2 separate regions of the Arachis hypogaea genome follow, and region 2 is linked to region 1. A link is a contact called in public Hi-C data. All regions are on one chromosome and are shown on one strand. Each heading gives the region's core, a stretch centred on a gene start, on an enhancer-like site or on the middle of the called end of the contact. The rest is flanking DNA. Distances are from core to core; before and after follow the strand shown.

Region 1 (3,924 bases), core at 862-3,361:
TTCAATTATGTCTTGTTTGAGCTTTGCACGATGAGAAAAAAAATCAGAATAAACCAAATCAGAATGCACAATTAAAGTAGTCGAGCCAAATGTATGCATTCACTTTCTTTAAAATCCTATAATAGGTTGTAGAAAACTTATCAACATTACAAATTCTAAAATTTTAAGTTAGAGTATTTGCTCCTCTTGTAAATTAAAATTCGTTATTTTACTAGTTTGTTGGATATTATTTCCATGAGAAAAACAAAAGTACTTTTTCTAGAAATTTAAAAAGAAAAAAAAAAGCAAATTAGTGAAAAGGCAATCAAACCGATTTTAAGTGTACAATAATTAGAATTTTTAATTTACATACCGAAAACAAGAAAAACCTCAAAATCAAAATGCACAATTTTTCAAAACTAACCTAACAATTTTTCAACCTTAAAAAAAAAAGGAAAAAAAGAAAAACCTCAAATAAGAATGCACAATTACAAAAATCAGAATAAAATCAAAATTAAACATGCATAAAAATGATAATTCAAAGCATAAATGCACCAGAACACCATGAGCATATTTCCTTGATTAAAGAAGCCAAAATAACTTCAATTTTTTAAGCTTTATTCCAACTAAGTTAGAGAAGGTAATACACCAAACTTTGGAAACTGTTCACAGACACATTTCTCCAAAGTAATTGAGCTAAGATTATTGAATGAAGGATCTGAAATCCATCTTAGGAATGTGGAGTTAAGGTATCCATAAATCTCCAAAAGTTGTAAATTGTGATGAGGCTGAAGGAACTCAATGACATCAAAATTAACATCAACATCAAACTAAGTGCATATTTTGTTAACCAAAGAAACAGAACAGTATGTAGTTTGTGATTCTCTCCACAATTAGAACACCATGACAATTGTAAAATCAGAATAAAATCAAAATCCAGAATGCATAAGAATGATAAAGAAGCCAAAACAACTTCTACCTATAACCAATCAACAAAGAAGCCAAAACAACTTCAATTTTTCAAGCTTTTTTCCAAGTGCATATTTTGGTAACAAAGAAAACAGAACAGTTTGTGATTCAACCCAAACAAGCTGTTTCAATTACAAGTCTCATTCTCCTTTTAAGTTTTAATAAACAAACACACGGTTCTCATAGCGTAGAGTTCAATTGACATGCAATCAGAGTCAAAAATCAATCAGAACAAAAATAGAGCAACACTTAAGAGCATGAGCATTGAGCACAAAAAAATGACTTCTGAACAAAACAAACTCAGAGTAGCCATTAAAAATTCAAAAACGAAGAACAAAACATGATTTCTGAACATTGAGGAATGAGGAGTGACCACTGACCAGTGAGCAGTGAGCATTGAGGATTGTTAATATGATTTCTGAACAAAAAATAAAAAAATGAAGAACTACAGCAGTGCGCAGATCTAAAGCTAATCATTCAGTATTTGAATATGATTTCTGAAAAAAATAAAAAAAACGAAGAAGCTTCGACGAGCACGACGGACAAGAAGCCATTATCTTCGAGGGATGAGCACGACGGACGACGGCGACGAGCACGACGAGAGACGGCGGGCAAAGCGCGACTGAGCAGCGAGAAGAACGAACGAGGAACATGGGAACGAGGAGAGGGGCTGGAGCACGACGAACAGACGAAGCTTTTGGGCGCGACGGACGGCGGCGGCGGTGGAGGAGGCTAGGGTTTTTTTGGGGGAAACAGGAAGAGCTCTGTTCTTTTTGAGGGTGAAGACGTGAAGTGAAGAGAAACTGAGAGTGATGAGAGGACTCACTATGGTCTTGGAGAAGAGCTGAGGAACAGAGGAAGTGAGAACTGAGAAAAAGGTTGCTAACCCTAATTGAGTGAGTGACGGTGAGAACTGAGGTTTCTCCAAACTAACCCTAATTGCTAAAAAGTTATATATATATATATACTCCGGGGCGGGTTTAGCCTGAACCCTACCCCGCCCCGCCCCGCTCATCAACCCGCCACGATTCAGACCCGTCCCGCTCTGGGTCGGGTTCAAACCCGCCCCGACCAGGTAGGGGCGGGGCGGGTACCCGCAGGTACGGGAACTGCTGCCATCCCTATTCACACTGTCCTGCCCGTCACGATGGATCGGTTAGCCGAGTCATTCTGCATAGGCAGGGAAGTTGGCATCAGGGATTCGCAGCACCCATCAGCTCCCACCCACACCTCCTCCTGGATTTCCCAGATTTCACCGGCTTCTGGCTCGTCATACGGGACAGGTCGTCGACCAGGTAGCCAGCACACGACACCCCCTCCCACGATTATGGAATGTACCTGACTCAGTCCCAACCTTAGGTGACCCACCGGCAGCTCCTCATTCCCAGACTCAGCTTCAGTTACATCAGTATGCCACAGCTCCACCGTCCGGACCCCTCCAGCCGTATCGTGCTCAGATTCACCAGGATCCGACTGCCTAGGCGTAGATCCTCGATCATATCGACTTCAGTGCCAAGCTCAGCCTCCGCCATGTGGCACCGGGCACATGTACCACTACCAGGATCCCCACCAGAGATGATGACTATAGTTTTGTATGTACTTTAGTTGCATTAAGTTTATGTATGTACTTTAGTTGGATTAAACTTAAGTATGTACTTTTGGATTTTAGTTGGATTGTACTTTAGTTGGACTGTAGTTGTGTATATTGTTATTTATGATGGTGTTCTTCTTATGAGTATTTCTGTATATCTTACTACCGTAGTTAAGAAAAATTCACTGAATCATAAAATATTTCATTCGAGGTTAAAATATTACACATCCAAAGTTACTAGAACATAAAATATCACACTACAAAAAAAAGAACAACACAAGCCAACTACAGTAAACATAGAAGCCTAGTACGACCTAGACATCTCCCGTGGGCTGATTAGGACATCCCCTTCTTGAATGACCGACTTGCCTACACAGGCCACACCGCTTCTCATGTTGCTCGGTCTCGTCCATGTTATTCCAGAATCTGGTGGACACGGGCCTTCCAGTCGCCTTTCGACGCATGACTGGGTTAGGACGCAGCCTCGTCACATGCCACTCCGCCCACATCGACTCGTCTAAGATAGGGGAAAACTCCATCTCGTACACCTTGAACACAGCTTCCTGTTTGTACATATGATGCACATACGGGGCCCACTCAATGCTAGCTGCGGCGCACCCGGCAAGTGCCTGACGGTACGAATAGTGGAGAGATTGGAATAGGACACAATCACATGTACCTTCCAATAGCCGAACACAGAAGGAACCTCCCCCCTTCCTCGAACGGCTCTAACTCCTCCACAACAAACACAGAGACCCGCCTATCACAATGAATGACACGCATCTTCGGTATCCCTTCTTTGTTCTTCTCAATGTCGGCCAAGAGTCTCTGTGAGAATCGGCATCCAGCCGCCAGCTGTGACTGCGCCTCTCTGCCCTTACTATGTATGGACTATTACTGGCCATTACTGCTTTGTATTTGTGAGAAATATAAGACACAAAAAGAATAGGAAAAATTTGTGAAGAATACCAAGAGTTATACATCCTTTTATAGCTGCTGAGATTGTCTTCTATATATCTCGTTTACAGTGTAAACGAGATATATGTCTATCTTATTTACAATATAAACGATATAAGTTTATCTCTCGTTTACAATGTAAACAAGATATGACTAAAGAATGCAAAACAATAAATATTTTTAAAGTTATTTATTTCGATAATTATTACTTTTATTTTATTTATTTAAATAAAAAAATCCTAGATTTGACTCATAGCCAATCCATATATAACTATAACTACTATTTGATTGGTATGAACAGATTCGTCACATTGGGATAATCATTGAGAGTCCATATAATTTGGTTGTCTATTTTACATTGTCCAACCTCAAGCAAGTGATTAATGTTGCATGTGTATGCAAATATCTAAAAGTGAATAATAATGTAA
Region 2 (3,924 bases), core at 928-3,427, 83 kb after region 1:
GGACATGAACACTAAACAAACACTACCTATATGCATACTGTATGCATCTGGAAAGCCATACCTGGGACTCGTGTCTGGGTAATGTCAGAAGCGGGTAGGCAACCGACACATGAGCTCATGGCTTGCGTTAGGAATAGACATGCATCATACGTGTTTGTGCATATTTGTTTGTGAGTGTATTTATGTGATTGTGGGTGTGCTAATTGCTGTTTGAATTCTGTGTTCTATAATTGTTGAATTGGATTGTCCCTTGCTGACTGTTATTGCTGACCAAGTATATATATAAAATGAACTAAATTTCTAACTCCGATCCTACTAAGAACTCCCCAATTCTTACCCCCTATTTCCACCATTTTCAGCTACAAGTGCCAATGTTTAGTGTGGAGCTACAGCAGCATAGAAGATTATGCTTACAAGTTGAGTTGTTAGAATTTATTTACCCTCGTCGTTTATTCTTTTGGTTTTTGGAGGGGTAGGACTTGTAATTGAAATTCTTTTACTAAGTATATGTATATAATGCTATGTGGATATATATATATATATATATATATATATATATATATATATATATATATATCTTCGTGGTTAAGTAATTAAAAGTAAAAACTATTTTGTTTTCTTAATTAAAATTTCGGTTCGTATTAAGGTTCAATATTAAATAAAGATAGTATATAATAAAAAGGTTTAGAGGTAAGTAGCGCTCAGAGTTTTAGTATGATCATGAGGTGCTAAAAGTTAGGGTGTTATACTCGGTCTGATTCCGACTTCCTCGTTGTTTTCAATGGTGCGATGCATAAACATGCTTAGCTCTCTGTGTTATTTGAGCATCTCTGCTCGGTCTAGATAGCAAGGGTGTGAATGGTTCAGAACAATTTTTGAAATTGTCCAAAGATCGACGTCCTTCAATATATGTACGTAAATCCTGGCTGGACAGTTTATTTCGACTGAGGGGTTTGTCTTCAGAGTTGGAGATATCTTGAATTTCCACTTCCCTTCTCTACTGCATACGATTAGTTGATTCTTAATCTCATCTCCCTTTCGAATTGTGTTCCTTATTTTGATAGAAAAACCGGCAAGTTTAGAATAATCTTTGTAGAACTTTCCAGCTTCTTCCAATGTCTTGAAAGTTATCCCGACCTTTAGGACAAATTGTTCATCCACGACAAACCTGGACTACAGAATAAATCGAAAATATTATTAAAGCAAAGCCATTGTATAATACTAAATGAATCGAACATTGTCCATTATATAAATTCAAATTCGAACACCTACCTATAGAATGAACTGAAAATATAAGTCAAAGTGAAACCAATGTACAATGCTAAATGAACCAAATATTGTATATATAAAATCAAATTTAAAACACCTGCGTCTAGAATTTATAGATTATCAATTCATTCAATTCAATTCAGAATACCTGCGTCCATTCAATTCAATTCAATTCAATTTGGCAATTCTTTTCCATTCAATTCAATTTAAAATTGAATAATCCAAACCTTATCCACTTGATTTGAGCCTTAGTTAGATTACTTATTCATCGATTTTATAATCGAAGCAATCAATTTGGTCCAATTTTAATATTATAGGTACAATATTACAATTAGCTTAACAAGTATATCAAATATATGCTAAAAAAATAATAATAGAATTAACTTGACATGAAAAGCTTTTTCAACTTACATAAAAAGTTTTAGGCTCAAGTCATGAAAATAACAAAATAATTATTTCTAATAGATTATCCTTAATAAAAAATATTTAAAAAAATTGGATACCAATCTACTCTCGTATAATTTATGTATAATTATTTTTTTAAAAATATTAAAAATTACTTTTTCTCAGCTTAATAATTAGTAGATATTCCACTCCTAACTTTTGTCCATTGTTTGATTATTGGTTTGGTTTGGCAAGTTAGTTGGCAAAATCGAAATATTTCAGGGTATCATACTATAAATAATTTAAATTTAAATTATATTTCATGTTGTTTTTTTTTTTAACCCTAGCGATGCATTGATTTGATACCAATACCATAGCGTTAGCGTATGCGTACCTCTCTTTTCCCGCTCTCTCTCTCAATGTTCCTCTGAACCGGTCGGTTGGATCGGACCGGGAACCGACCGGTTCTTGTGAAACGGCGTCGTTTTCGTTATTTAAAAAGAAAAAACCCAACGTTAGCCCTCACTCACTCATCCCCCCTTCCCCTCACTCACTATCCGTCTGAACCTGAATCAAAATTCAAAATCACCCAACCAAAACCCTAGGTTCTGCCGCAGTGCCGCCGCCGTCCGTGCTGTCGGCGCCTCCGCGTCCTCTCTTGTAGCCCAGGCCCTCTCTTGTAGCTCGGCGTCCTCCTTCCCCCTGTCCCCGTCCTCCCTGGCTTCTCTCGAACTTGGAGCAGCTCGCCGCCGTGTCGCCGGTCGCCGTCGTCTCGCCGGTCGCCGTCCGTGTCTCCGTAGAAGGTTAGTAGCACTGCTTTCACTTCTTCGGGTTCTTCTCTTCCTTTTATGCTCTGTTTGCTGATTTTTGAATGTGAAATTGTGAATGGATTAATGGAAAATCAAATAATTGATTTTGTGCTGCTGCTCTTTTTTAAATTCCTGAAATTTTTGTTGAAATTTTCTTGCTACTGTTAAAAATGGAAATTAAATCATTATTGAAATTTTTGTTTAGCTTTATTGATTTCAGGTTTAGTGTGATTAGGGATTACTTGTTGCTGTTTTGTAATGTTTGTTGCTGAATGCTAAAAACGGAAATCAAATCAAATGTTGTTTGTTGCTGAATGCTGAATGCTGTTGGTAGTATTAATTTTGTGCTGCTATTAATTTTCTGGCTGTGCTGCTGCTGCTGTGGGTTTTGGTGTGCTGTTGTGTGTTTTGTGGCTCTGCTGTGTTGATCATCTTTCTCAATTGTCAATGTTCACTCTTCACTCGCGTTGTGTTGATAATCTTTCTCAATTGTCAATGTTCTTTATCAGAACTGAGAAGGAAAATGGCAATCTGAACCAGCAAAAGGATTTCCGCAGCGTCAGCGCATGCTCACACTCGCAGGAACAAGAAAACTAACTCTTTTTCTGCCCTCTGGTACCTCTTCATCTTTCCTTCTATTTCTGCACTCATTCATTGTATAGTAAGTCAACTCTTTGGATTACTGGTATAATTGAATTGGAGATTCAAGGGACACAGTTGATTCCTTAATACTGAAAATTCACCCTTAGTTTTGATCTAATTGTTTTGTTTATTAGGAACTAATAGAATCTCTTCATTGCTTTATCATTGTTGTTTTCCAAGTTATACTAGTTTCTTGTAAGAGAATTAATGCTAGCTAGTCTGGCCTTCCGTTTTGCACAAATAGGAATATGTAAATATGGCCATTTTATCAAAACTATAGTCACAATTAGGAAGTTTAATTTAATAGTATATGATGCAGATACGCCTATGGTACAGATATTTGAGAAGAAACGAAGTATTTGTACATTATAGCTTGCATATGTTGCGGAATAGGATAATAACAATTAAGAGTATTGAGTATTGATATACTTGTTATCTTTCTTTGAAATGTTACTTTCTGTATTTACTGTTTTGAACATTGTTTATAATTTTTTTTCTTTTAATATCATGTTTAAATTGGCAATCAAAATTTAATTTCTTTAACAATCAAATGCAGGTTTTGAGTAGCATAGATACCAAAAGAGTGGAAAAGAGCTTAGCTCCCCCTCAAATTTCAATTTCACATACGTAGCACACTCTCTGTTGCACTCATTTTGCTAAAGTGAATACCAAACCCTAATTGATTTGAATCAAATAGTTGGAAGAATGAGGGAGGAAGAGATTGAAAGGCTTCGTGGAGTAGTGAGGGACTGTGTGACCAAGCACCTTTATACGTCGGCCATCTTCTTCGCTGACAAGGTGGCTGCTTTCACCAATGACC

Evidence for each region. Hi-C and Micro-C count contacts between places; a contact is called where the count stands out from the background.
Region 2: a contact with region 1 is called in a Hi-C map of leaf, with 2.3 times the contacts expected there. The contact joins the promoter of LOC112771823 here to the enhancer-like site in region 1. A contact is called at or near these places in 2 of 8 Hi-C or Micro-C datasets (both in leaf).

The regions. Positions count from the first base shown.
Region 1 is chr18:35,150,535-35,154,458 of arahy.Tifrunner.gnm2.J5K5, forward strand. No RefSeq gene overlaps it. Among protein-coding and RNA genes, the nearest start is that of LOC112772380, 13 kb to the left of the region's middle. Within about 2 kb of position 2,112, at least 1 of the 3 cell types and tissues checked has open chromatin away from gene starts, as enhancers often do.
Region 2 is chr18:35,233,149-35,237,072 of arahy.Tifrunner.gnm2.J5K5, forward strand. It overlaps LOC112771823 (anaphase-promoting complex subunit 6), which reads left to right and starts at 2,178. Exons shown (of 18, transcript XM_029295181.2): 1 at 2,178-2,456; 2 at 2,972-3,077; 3 at 3,661-3,924. The coding sequence starts at 3,810.